Linked DNA regions of Callithrix jacchus: region 1 is linked to region 2. The links are chromatin contacts, called in public Hi-C maps. All regions are on one chromosome and are shown on one strand. Each heading gives the region's core, a stretch centred on a gene start, on an enhancer-like site or on the middle of the called end of the contact. The rest is flanking DNA. Distances are from core to core; before and after follow the strand shown. Region 1 holds the start of BMI1 (BMI1 proto-oncogene, polycomb ring finger). Region 2 has its middle 21 kb from the start of SKIDA1.

Region 1 (6,266 bases), core at 1,309-3,808, 830 kb after region 2:
CCAAAAATGAAATGTGTAATAAAATTTAAAATATCATTGATTTAAATAAACAGTGTTTTTTGTTGTGTGTTCTTTTTCCTGCCCTAGAACACTGATTCCCAATCCTATCCAGAGATTAGTTTTAGTTGCAGCATGGAACAATTACAGGTACAGTATTAGGATCTATAAATATGCCTAAATTTATAGATATATATGTTGGCTTCAGAGTTATGCTCTTGGAAAGTTCAAAAGAAAAGTAATCTAATCATTTGCCAGCAGATAATGAAGGTTGGTTAAGCAGTTAATGGGAAAGGGGCAGCAAAATAGTATTTTCACATAGGTTTCACTGTTGAAATTAAGATGTTATTAATAGAGAATTGGTCCATCTTTGCTGTTCTTGCTGATTAAAATAAACTTCTGAAGTGTAGCATTTAGTGTAAATTTCTTGTCTTCTGATGAGTTTGATCAAATAAGATAAAGCAAAATTAAGAGCATGGCTTTGAAAATGTCTGCTTTCAGAAATTGAATTAAACTGTCAAAACTGGATTTTGAAACTGGTTTTTAATGACTTTTTATAAAGGGGGAAGTATAACATTCTAAAACAGTTTATATTGCCTATTTAAGACTGGGAAATTCAAAACTACATTGATTAATGGATATGACAACGAATTTATTTCTTAGCACTTAAAAAAATGAAGATCATTACCTGAAATTTAAGTGAAATTGAATTTTTCAAAGGCATCTCCTGAAGAGTCGTTTTAATGTAACTATGAATCAAACTTTAAACTTGCATTAAATGTGTATACAGCATAACCTTTGTTAGATAACTTGAGAAAATTTAGAGGTACCTGAGCTGTTAAGGATTCGGTTAGAAATTATGTTTGAATGTGAGGGCAAATAACCGATTTGAACATGAGATACTTCCGAGGAAATGCTTCTTTTGACCGATAGTTGTCAAAGGTTACAATCTTGTTGAATTTTAAACTTGTTTGGAAGGGGTGTCCTGACTTTTTTTTTTCCTTGCAACTTTCTTGAACGTGGATGCTTCTATTTTTTTATCCTAAAAACGTGGTATTCTATACACGTCTTCTAGGACTTGGTGGGGAAGCTTAAAGATGCTTCGAAAAGCCTGGAAAGAGCAACTCAGTTGTAACTTGGGGAAGTTAACGATCCGCCCGAGTTCAGAGGAAAACCAGAGACGCCTTTCCTACTGCCGAACCACCGTTTATGCGAGCTGGATGTCCTTTTCAGTAGAAAAGAATTTTCCTTTTGAATTTATGCCATTCATCAATTTTGACACTTTTTAAAAACACGTGTGAAAAGGTTAAGAGGGAAAAATACTGCCTAAGTATTTGAATCATATTTAGTCCTAACTGTCCATTTATCCTATTTTGGTCTTTTTCATGTCTTCTAAAAGGAAGTAGACAGTATTACACCCTGAATAAATAAGGTGTTTTCCACAAACAGTGATGATATTTTGTTTGCATCTGAGTTCGTGTGTTATTACTTTGTGTGAAGAGCTAGATACAGTAGTGTTAACTTTTAACGATCGCCTTTTCTAAGGATTAAAGTTAAAACACGGAGGAAAGGATGCGATCGCAGATCCCCGCTTCGGGACTCCGGGTGCGGGCGGCGCCCCAGCCCGGCCCGTTACCTGCGCCCGAGGTCTCGCCCGCAGCCCGACCCTCGGCCGCCCGGTCCCGGCCCTGCGCGGAGCCCCTGCCCGGAGCCAGCCGCCGCCCGCGCGCGCCCCGCCTCGGCCGCCGGCTGGCGGGGAAGGGGCTGGCGCGGCCGCGGGCTGGCGGGCGGGCGCTGTTGTTTCCGCGAGCCCAACTCGGGCACAGGTTCCCCGCCGCGGCGCCCGAGCCTGGGCCGCAGCCCGCGGGGCCGGCTGGGGGCGGTGGCAGAGGGACGTGTGCGCCGCGGGAAGAGGCGGGCGGCCCGGAGAAAGAAAGAACGGGGGGCGGGGTGGGCTGCGCGGCGTGCGGGGCCGGAGTGGCGGCGGCGCGTGTGGCGCTGTGGAGAAATGTCTCCGCCGCCGCGGCGCGGGGCGAGGGAGGGGGCCTGGCGCGCGGCGCGGAGAGGAGGGGGCGGCCACGGGCCTGACTACACCGACACTAATTCCCAGGCCGCCCTTAAGGAATGAGGGGAGCACGTGACCCGCTGGGGGGGCGGCGGGCGGAGGGGGCGGGCGGACTCCGAGCCATTTTGGAGCCGGTGTCAGTTTCCACTCTGCCTTCAGCAGTGCATTTTTTTCCACCCTCCCCTCCCCCTCCTCGCCCTCCTCCCCTCCCCCCGCTCGCACGCACACACACGGCGCCCCCCGCCCGCCCGCCTCCCCCACAGCAACTATGAAATAATCGTAGTATGAGAGGCAGAGATCGGGGCGAGACAATGGGGATGTGGGCGCGGGAGCCCCGCTCCGGCTTAGCAGCACCTCCCAGCCCCGCAGAATAAAACCGATCGCGCCCCCTCCGCGCGCTCCCTCCCCCGAGTGCCGAGCGGGAGGAGGCGGCGGCGGCCGAGGAGGAGGAGGAGGAGGAGGAGGAGGAGGAGGAGGAGGAGGAGGAGGAGGCCCCAGAGGAGGAGGCGTTGGAGGCCAAGGCGGAGGCGGAGGAGGAGGCCGAGGTGCCGAAGGAGGCCGAGGCGCCGGAGCAGGAGGAGGCCGGCCGGAGGCGGCATGAGGCGAGCGCGGCGGCCGCGGCTGCTCGGGGCCGCGCTGGTTGCCCATTGACAGCAGCGTCTGCAGCTCGCTTCAAGATGGCCGCTTGGCTCGCATTCATTTTCTGCTGAACGACTTTTAACTTTCATTGTCTTTTCCGCCCGCTTCGATCGCCTCGCACCGGCTGCTCTTTCCGGGTACGTAGGAGGCGAGGCGCCCCCGGGACGGGGCTGGGGGCTGGCGGGGGCCGCGCGGGGCTCGGGGTGGCCGCGGGTGGAAGAGGAGCCCCCCCCCGCGCCCCGGCCGCGCTGCCTGGAGGGCGCTGACAGCGTGGGCGCCCGGCCCCGCGCCCCGCGCTGCCCGCCCCGCGCCCGCCGGTCCCGCGCGTCGCCCGCCCCGCGCCCGCGAGCGCGCGCCCGCCGCCGCCCGCCGACTCCCGCGGCGCCGGGACCGACCCGCAGCCCGCGCCGCGCCGCCGCCGCCAGCAGGGCTCGGCGCCGCTCCAGCCGCCGCCGCCCGCTCAGCCCCGGCGCGCCGCGCGCGGCCCCACGTTTTAGTTCCCCGCTCCCCCGGGCGCCCCTCCGTACCCTCGCGACGCACATGGCCCCCGAGAGGAGCACTAGTATTTCCAGCCTCGGCGGCTCTCCGGGCCGCAGCGCCCTTTGTTGAGAGGTAGATTTGGATGGAACGGGTACGGGTTCCTGAAATCGGGAGCTGCTTGGGTCAAGTGGCTTCCCTCGTCTTCCGAAGAAAGGGCTCTGGAGGGGCTCCAGCAGCCAGAGAACGCCCCCATTTTATAGGGACGGGTTGCGTGGGGGGCGGCCATCCCTCCAAGTTGGGTGTTAGGCTGGAGAGATCCCCGACAAAAATGTTATTAACTTAAGTTGGGGGGACACTTCTGTGAGATTGGATGGCTGGTAAGATGGCGGTTTCCAGTTGTTTCCAAGGTCTCCTGCATTTGTGTTTAAAATGCTAAAGTTTTCAAGGTGGTGTGTGTTGGGAGTTTTGGATAAGTGCTCCAAACATCACTTGGAAGGTGATCCCTGGGAAGTGGATATTTCAAATTTGGAGCTTTTTGTGGAGTAAAGATGGTGACTGGACGTTAGCCTTGCTGGAGGCTTCCTTTCTCTCTACTTCTTTTTCTTTTTTCCCCCTTTTGGAAACTGCAGCTTTTCTCTCAACTTCTACTAAGGATGCACTCAGCCTCATGACTCCAGTCTACTTACATTTTATAGGTTTTGCTAAATGTCAGCATAGGTCGTTTGGCAAAGGGCTACTTTAGAAGGGAGCACTGAAAAGTTGATTGCATATGTTTACGCAGTCACTTGGGCTTGACAGCGATATAGAATGATCGTTTTCCCAGAGATTTACAGTTAATAATTGGAAGTAAACAAGTAGAGAGACTTTGATCATTCTCAATTGCAATAAAAGGATTTAGTGGGCTTAGTGGTCACGGTTCAATATATGAAAGAGAAGCAAGTAGTAACCCCTTCCCTTATAAAGTGGGCAAAATTCCGAGCTTATTTATCTAAATGCAAGTGAAGGTTGGTGATGTGTACAACCTCATGAGTAGTTCAACCTATGTTTTATAGGAACCTTAATTCCCAAGTTCTGGAAACACATTATAAGCTACACTAAAGACTTGATACTTAAGGATGCAAATTATTGACAGTATATACCAAGTTGTGAGACTCTATATATTAACATTTTGAGTTTTAGGTAGAGGGATCAGAAATCCCTGGGATTGATTTTATAAGCAAAATTATAGTTTTTTTAGACTTCAGTTCATCCTATACATCTCCCCCAAGTGTAGTCAGAAGTGTTTGAAATAGCTTAACTTGTGTAAATCATATGCCTAGTAAAGGTATTTTTAAAGCTATATACAAGTCACCGTGTGTGCATGTATACACATAAAGCTTTTGTAAGAAAATTAAGCATTTAATTGTATATGGTAAATCCATTCATTACTCTATCACTAAGTTCTTGGATGTATGTTAAGTGTGCAAATAGGCAAATTTCTCCCCAGGAGTCAAATTAACCCCAACTTTACCCATACTTATATTGGGCTGTGAGCCACAACTGGGGTTATGGAGTTCATTTGCATTTCTTAGATTGCAGTAGGCAAGCTGATGGTTAACCTAAGAACTTGCTTCTGTTTTCCTTCACTTTTACATGCCTGGTGTTAGGCCTTCACCTAAAAACTGACAGCCCCAACTGAGTATGTTACAATGGCAAGTTCTAACTGTTGATTATTTTTACCATTATATGTTTGGTGCATTTTTGCTTGCTTAACTGGCAGTTTCCGGGTTGGAACCTGGAAGGTTTTCACTTCTAGTGTGGAAGAGATTGTTTCTCAAATCTTAACAAGCACGTCAAACACTTTGGAAGTCTTCATTAGGTTGCCACTACTTTCAAATGGCTTAAATAACTGATTTTTATATAAGTAACAAAGTAATATTTATTAGCATTATAAATGGTGGGAGGACTGTGGCCAAATTCTTCTGAACTGAGGTAGAGTAGTTGGGTGAATTAAGATTTGGATTTGAAAGAGTTTTGGTCAAGTACATGTGACTTAAATGCTCAAATCCAACCAGTAGATAACCCTCCACTGAGGTTTGATTGTTCTCCATGTTAGTATTTCTGTTTATGTGGTGTTGGTTTTCTGCAAGGTAGAGGAGAAATAAAGGGAGCTATTTTTATTGGCACCTCTTCATGAACTTCACGATCAGTGGTTTTTTAGTGCAGTATGTTTTCACAGGCAAACAGTAGTATCACCTTGCTATCTTTCTAGGAAAGATCCTCTGATTTCACTAGGAGAATTTTCCTTAAGCACCAACAAGGCTGTTCTTTAATTTACCAAGTACAGCTGGATTTAAATATTGCTACTCTTTAGGGACATAGCTCTATCTACAACTCCTCTATGACCCCACTTAGATTTATGTTTACATGTTGACAGTATTCTTCTAAACAAGTAGCCCAAAGATAACTGAGGAGTCACACAAGAAGTTTTCTGGTTGAGGTTGTCCGTTGTCACTGTGGTCACTTTTATAAGAGGCTTTGTTTTGTTTTTTTACCATTTTCTAGAAGTCAGCTCTTAATTTCAGCCATTAAGATGTGTTGATTGGTGTTTCCCTTTACTGCACTAATATACCTTAGGAATTAAAACCGCAGGTACATCTTACGGCAAGTTTCAAAAGTTCCTGGATTTCCATTCAAGGAAGCTTTGAGAATGTACTTCAGTGAAGTGTGGAAGCATAGTCTTATATCAGGTTCTGAAATAAATGAAGGAGGGGCGTTGAAGTTTATTTTATAAGAATGCTACACGAAGTAATTGACTTCCCTGAATGTCGGCTGGTGTATTGTTGCTGACAGTTCCCCATTGTGACTTTCCTATAACATAGGTATCTGTTGAGAATATCATTTCATCGTATGGGGGGGGTTTATGAAACTTAGACTGAGAAATGACATTTGTTTTTCTCTCCTATCGCTGCTCTGGGTTGACAAGGTGTTGATTTAGCCTTGGGAATGGGCTGGTCATATGGTTCTTTATATATTGTCATTATCATACCGATTAAAGTAGTTTTTATTGCCCCCAGCATAGTTTGTTCAGATAAAACACTGGGCT
Region 2 (6,709 bases), core at 174-2,673:
GGTGGGCCGCTCGGCCCCAGGCCTGACAGGGCGGAGCCAAGGACCTGCGCCCCGGGGGAGGGAGGTTCCCACGGTGCCTGGAAACTGCCCATCCCGGGCCCACAGCCCTCCTCCCTTCCCCTGCGCCCTCGCAACCGCCCTCTGCTCCGCGGCTCCCGGTAGTACCTCTCCTGGACTTAGAGGAGGAATTTAGAGCAAAAAGAAGGGAATTCACTGAGGATGGCACAGGAACCTGGGTTGGCTTAAGCATTTCCTGCTCTCAGGGCAAGTAGGTTTCCCCTAGGAATCTGGAGTTCTCTGAGGACACTTATTTCCAAGAGATGCTGGGTTCACATACACATACTATTTAGTTAGAAAAAATAAAAGAAAGAAAAAAAAGAAAAAATTGCACTTCGATCTTCTCCAAGTTCCTCGATATTATCAAATAAAGCACGTCGACGGGAGTGCGCTGCAGCTTGGGGCCCGGGAGGTGCGCGAGGCGAAGTTACCCTGCCGGTCCGCGGCTGCCCCAGGCTTCTAGCACCGCACCTGCCTACGAGTTTTCGGGGTGTGATCGCCTAAGGCGATCCCGGCTCCACCGCCCAATTTCACCATAAAAAACTTGGATCCAAGAGAACGACGGATGTGGACGTGCCAACCCTCCGCTACCCTTTCCTGCTGGAGTTCTGCTTTTTATAACCGAAAATAAAAGTTTGGTTTAGGCTTAAAGAAACGCCATTCTTGTCGTTTCTCCCTGAAGCGGGACTTACGCATCCTCCTATACTCGCAGGGAATTTTCAATCTAGCCTGTCGAAATGTCTAGAGGAGCATCCGCCGAAGAGGTCCTGCAGGTACTAGGGCCAAGGGATCAAGCTGCAGGGTTCTGCACACTCCGGCCGTTCTGGACGGTCAGGCCCGCAGCTAGAGGGAGACCTGCAGCGGGTGGAGACCCGGTTGCGGGCAGAGAACCCCGACAGCTGCGCGCGCGGTCTGGGAACCCGGCGGTGCCACCTTAAGAGTCGGGTCTGCGCCGCGGCTGCGGAGGCGCCCAGCAGCTGCAGGGGGCGCTGATGCCCCGTGGTTTCTCCAGCGTCACCGCTTGCAGCGGGCCTGGCAGCTCCCGGGCCCCTATCCCCGGAGGGGGTGGGGACGCTGTGGGAGGAAGGGAGCGGAGTGCAGCCGTTAGGTAAGGAACCCGAGCCCTCCCGGATTTAGAAGCGGCCTCAGTGAGGCGTTTGCAGGAGGGAGCTTTCCATCATTCGGCCGCGAGAGGAAACGCGGGGAGGCGCACTCCCCTGCCCCCACCTCCTGCCTTCCTGCCTCCCTCCACCTCCGCTCCCAGACCCCGACCGTGCTTCCCAGACCCTTTGTTCTCAAGGTTGGGAACGGTTGGGTGGGGGTTCCCCGGGGAAGAGGTACCCCGCGCCACTCATAGGGGAAGGGACTGTCGCCTTCCCAGCACCCTAGCCCTCCCCAGCGCCGTCCCCCTCGCTCCCGGCCCCTTCCCTCGCGTCCAAGCGCTTCCGACTCCCCCAGCTCCGGAGCTCCGGCTCCCGAGCCTGCAAGGTCTGCATGCCCGCCTCCCTTCCCACCTCCCCCCCACCTTCGAGGTCCCCGGGAAGAGGGGAGGAAAGGGAGACGTGAGGGGGAGGAGAAACCACAGATCCTTCTCAGCGCGGAGTATCCCCAGGGACCCTTCCAGGGCCCGACCCCGGGGACCCGCCGCAGAGACAGGGCTTTCCCGACGCCGCCGCAGGTCGCAAGGGCCGCCCCCGCCGCGTCACCCTGGGGCCCAGGGGCGCAACGCCCGGGCAGCGAGGCGAGGTGCGGCCTCTCAGCTCCAGGACCCGAGACCCCCAGCTGGAGAGAAGGGGACACCGTGGTCTGCGCCCCGGGGAGGCTAATTGCACAAGAACGCCCCCCTCTTCCCCGCCCCCCACTGTACCCTCTGCAGCGCCACCCGCGTCGCCTCTCCGCCGCGCGCCACCCTGAGGGCTCCCGCGATTGTATCTTCTTAAGCACAGTTATCAATGCGTTCGGCTTCGTTTCTTACTCTGGTGGAGGTGTCGAGGAGGGAAGCGAGAGGACAGGGATGTGGGGGTAGGCGGAAGCAGGGGCGGGAAACTGAGCAGAGAGGTGGGAGACGTGGCTGAGGCAGTGGCACTGGGCTGGGCCTCCCGGAGTCCGGAGTCCGGGTCCGCCAAGCAGGCCCGGGTGCAGCCGCCCTCGGCCGAGTCCTGCACGTCCTCTGCACTGCGGACGCGCGGCCGAGGAGCGCCACTCACACCTCCGCACCCCTGCAAGCTCCCGCAGTGGAGGGGGCTCCGCACCAGCCGGGTCACAAAGTACGTTCCCCCAACCCCCACCCTCAGGTGAAGAGGACGCTGCCTGGGGCTGTCAGCTGCTGGCTGCCAGGAGACCCCTCCGGCCTCTTGGCTTGACCCTGGTCCTCACTGGCTCGTCGCTAGCTGAGCTGCGCTAGCAGTTCTCTCGGCAGCGGGTTCCCCAGGACACACCCCGTCCCCACCCCCAAGAGCTGGCGGCCAGCTCAGGATGCCAGGCGGCCAGGCGGGCGCCCTGCCAAATTCCGCGTTCCTCTCCAGGAGACGAGGAGTTGCGTCCCAGGCTCGGGAAAGCCCGCAGTTCGGGCTTGGGACTAGCTTGCAAAGCCCCCCAAGGCGCCAGGGACGCCTCTGCAGGTTGAATTCCTGCTCCGTATCACTTCAATTTTAATTAATCTTTTAAAACACCGCTGTCACGTCGCTTGCAGAAAATTAATCAAACTTGAATCCTTGTTGCATAGCAAGAATTTCGATCTGAGTCTTTTAAAAAGGACTTGACTTTGCAAAGTCACGTCTTTTACAGCTCCCTCATTCCCCCTTTTAGCAAGGGAAATATTGCAAAAGTCAAGACATGTTTGTTTGGTTCTTTCTGTCTTCAGAATGAAACTTTGCTTATTTCTGATCTTTATTTTCCTGTCTTTGAACAAAAAAATAACGAGATAAATTGCCCACCTCGGTTAATTCAAAATATAATTACTTTGAATGATCTTTGTTTAAGAGCCCAGATAAACTAAGATAATCTTAATTTTAATGTGACACGACCCCTATTTTTCCTTGTGAATAATGAGAATAAAGCAGTCATTAATTAATACCAAGATATCTCCATAGAAGATAGTATCTGGTCTCACTGAGACACTGAAACATCAGTTGTATTAGTAATTGATACTGTATAATTGAACATGAAGATAGTCGTCTATTTGTAACCTCAAAGCTCAGAGTTTATTTGGTGATTACTGAGCTCCTAATAATTAATTTTTGTTCCTTCTTACTGCATAAATAATTCTTACAACTCCCAGTTCCCATGCAATACAGAGGCTTCTTATTAAAACCTACCCCTCAAAATATAAGATTGTGAAGCTATGTTGTGCAGCAACTCCTTCCGTTTCATTATTCGTAACATATTTGCTCTATTTTATATCTCCCTAGTACATTTTTTTTTGCTGTAGTTTGCTTACTAAATATATGAGAATATAACTATAACGTATTTTACCACAGCTTTGTGTTTCTGTGAGCTCTTGGTTCAGTTTAACACACAATACTTAAGACTTCAATTTTTCAAGTTTCTAAAATTTGAGGATGAGTCCCATTGAAGAATCGAAAATTTTGTATGGTGAAGTTGCCATAGATTATATCTCAACCCAACACACAGTCCACTTTATCTCACACTTTTATGTTGTTAAAAATAGACTTTGCTCAAACACCTTCCCTTTTTCCAACCTGAGTTGAAGATCAGTTCTCACAATTTCCTGGGTTAAATGTACATGCTAACACAGCTTTTGATATTAAAAAACAAATTCCCCTCCCACGTTGGAGAGAGTTCTTCCAAACAATCATGGAAATTTAGACAGTAGCTTTAAGGTGTCTAATTATTTCTTAGCATCAGCTATTTGGGGGCATCAAAATGACCGTCGCTTTTTAAGTGGAAAGGGTTATGACATTTTTCTTACACATACAAAAAAAAAAAAAAACTCCCTACTTACTTTTCCAATAAAGTGTCTCCCAAGTATGAAATGTTTTTTACCACGTAAATATTCTTAGTACCTCGGCTACCAAATCCATGCATTTTCTTAATTGTCAGTGCTCTATCTAAAGTGTTGGAAAGTGGATAGGGTTTCCACTTTTATTTCCCCGTTAGTACAAATAAAACTTTAGCGCAATACATAACGGAGTGATTCTCTCCACTTGGATTTTATATTTTCCCACTGTAATTTGGACTGAAATGGGATTAAAACAGGATCTAGAGTTCTAATCTTGGTTGATGTTTTGGTGTATTCACCGTAATGAGTCCTATTCCCTGGGGTCATGAAGCTCCCAAATGTCAATCAAGCAAACTGATTCAGAAATGCCATTGTTCGACTCCCACGTCACTCGCCTTCCTCTCATTTTATTGAACAATACGAGAGTTCTCTGATCAGTCATTCGGAATATGAGGCATTATCTGGGGAAAATTCACAAAGTGTCTTGATCTTTCTTTGGGAGATACTGTTAAGGGGTTTCCGCAATGCAGCAAGTGCTTGTTTATATTTCTGTCTTTGGACGGCACTGTGGATGGAAGGAACCAATGAATACTGCTTGAAAGAAAATCATACCGTAAATCCGTCAAAAATTAATTCGTCCAGTTGAACGTTACATTTCTATTTTCGTGTTGGAAGCACCCTGATTTGTCACCAGAGGAGAAGTATGACCCGGTCTGGGTCCAGTTGACATGCCCTCACGTTCAACCCTGTCTGTTTTCACCACTTAATACTATTAATGTGTTTAGTCTACGCTAGTTAACTAGGAATTTATTTGGGGGCGAGGAAGAGCCAACCTTTGCCCCGGGAGTTCTACCCAGCCCACTCAGATACCTCCGGGAGTCTCAGCAAGTCTCATTTCCCAGTCGCAACCCAGGGTCATTCCTGCCTCCGTCCTAGCTCCCGGACAATTCCCAAAGGCAAAGGCGTCGAGCGTGTTACTCGCTCCCACCAGCCCAAATTAATAATCAGCTTAATTCGTGGAGGCTTTGAGCCCCGGTGCTCCGTTCCCTGAAGCCTCCCAGTGCGGAGCCCGGCTCCTGCGAGGACTTCCTTGCAGGGGGCAGGCGCGCAGGGACGGATTTCCTGGGAAAAGCTGTTGCTGGCGTGTTGCTCCTAGAGGGCTGTGGGCAAGGAGGCACGAACCGACGTCCCAGTTCTGGGCGCTCAGATGAGGATTTCTCCAAAATCGCGACAGCCGCTCAGGCTCTGGGTGCTCGCGTTGGCAGCACAGAGCTGCAAATGCACAACCCCGCGCGCCCTGCGCTTCGTCCACGCACACTTAGAGCTGAGGTGACATGGGAAGGAGGCGGAGGTGGGGACGGGGGTGGAGTCGCTCGCTGGTGGAGCATGATCAATTACTTTAAAGTAAAGGGTTCAAAAGTTCCAAGTTACCCTTTAGAGGCGAGAGGCAAAGCTTTCCGCGGCCTGCTTCTCTCTGCCATCAGCGGGTTCCCGGCAGCCGCGCAACCACTGGGGATCTCAGCTGCGGCTTGCAGGAGCCCTTCCCGGGAACACGCTCTCCCGCGCAGCCAGGCGAGGTTGACGCAGCTGCTAGGGAGCAGTTTGGCTGCCCCGGGAGGACCGGAGTCGCTCGGCACAGAGGTGATCCCAGCCCGCGGGGCCCGGGGCGCGCGCTTTTCCCTTTCTCAGCAAGCGGGAAAGGCCTGTTGATAGAGGCGGGCAGAGCGCGGGCGGCCTGGCAGCGCGAGGCTTCGGTGGAAACCTGAGCTCCCTGCGACCTGTTTTGCTAGCCGAGGCGGGGGAGAGCCCCAGTAAATCGCCCCGGAGCAGGCCGTGCAAATTCCTGAGAAAAAGCCCCATAGAAAACACCAAACCCTTCCAAAGCCGTGGCTCTGCCCCTCCCCCGTCCCGGCCTTCCATCCTGTCCCTGCGCATCATCCAGCCGGCCCTCACCTGCGACCTGGCCAAGGGCCTAGCCACCCCTCTGCATCCCCACCTCCGCTCTTAAGCTCCTTCTCCCCCTGACCTTTCTGAGGCCTAGGCGAGGGTAGTCAGGGTGCTGCAGAGGAAATGAAATTGTTCTGGAGATTACAGTGGGGCTTTCAGCCAGAAGGGTTTTTCCCCCTTCTTTTTCTCATGCTTCCATATTAAGTGCAAACTTGTATCTCCCGTCACAAGAATAGCCAAATTTTCTCGCTTATTTGCAGTTTTGCAAAGTTCTACACACAGATCAGTGAACCTTAAGTGCCCTTGTTCAGCCCCACATTGTGGAGGTTTGTCAGGGTCCCTGGGCAGTGAGCGTAATGACAGGTGAATCCAGCAGCCCCAGAGGGAGCCCGACCTAACCCCAACACTTACAATAGGCCAGGGGGCCCGAGGCTCCCCACACAGCTTCCAGCAACAGGTACCCTACACCAGGGCAGCCCTTCAGGGTCCTTCAGCTTAGGCCCTGGGCGAAGAAACTGTGCCTCAGTGACCTGGGACAGAGAGGCCCCACCCACATGTCTTCCCCTCAGGAGATTCCTTCTCACCAAATTACTCCTCAGGCACACAAGAATCTGTGCTCTGTGCCACCTGCCCAGACACAGCCAGGCCTTGTTTCAGCTGCAGCAGAGGCCCTCACAGTGTAAGCCTATTGGTGCTTTTGACCTGCTTGTTCTTCTGACATGATTTAAGATAAAGAAGAGGAGG

The links. A called contact is a pair of places that touch in the nucleus more often than the background predicts.
Region 1: a contact with region 2 is called in a Hi-C map of skeletal muscle, with 5 times the contacts expected there. The contact joins the promoter of BMI1 here to the enhancer-like site in region 2. A contact is called at or near these places in 2 of 3 Hi-C or Micro-C datasets (induced pluripotent stem cells and skeletal muscle).

Annotation. Positions count from the first base shown.
Region 1 is chr7:22,826,898-22,833,163 of calJac240_pri, forward strand. It overlaps BMI1 (BMI1 proto-oncogene, polycomb ring finger), which reads left to right and starts at 2,559. Exons shown (of 10, transcript XM_035306931.3): 1 at 2,559-2,838. It overlaps COMMD3 (COMM domain containing 3), which reads left to right. Exons shown (of 6, transcript XM_035306936.3): 5 at 88-147; 6 at 1,073-1,443. The coding sequence ends at 1,286.
Region 2 is chr7:22,001,823-22,008,531 of calJac240_pri, forward strand. No RefSeq gene overlaps it. Among named protein-coding and RNA genes, the nearest start is that of SKIDA1, 21 kb to the right of the region's middle. Within about 2 kb of position 1,424, at least 11 of the 16 cell types and tissues checked have an H3K27ac peak or open chromatin away from gene starts, as enhancers often do. A contact at or near this core is called in skeletal muscle, where this site is marked.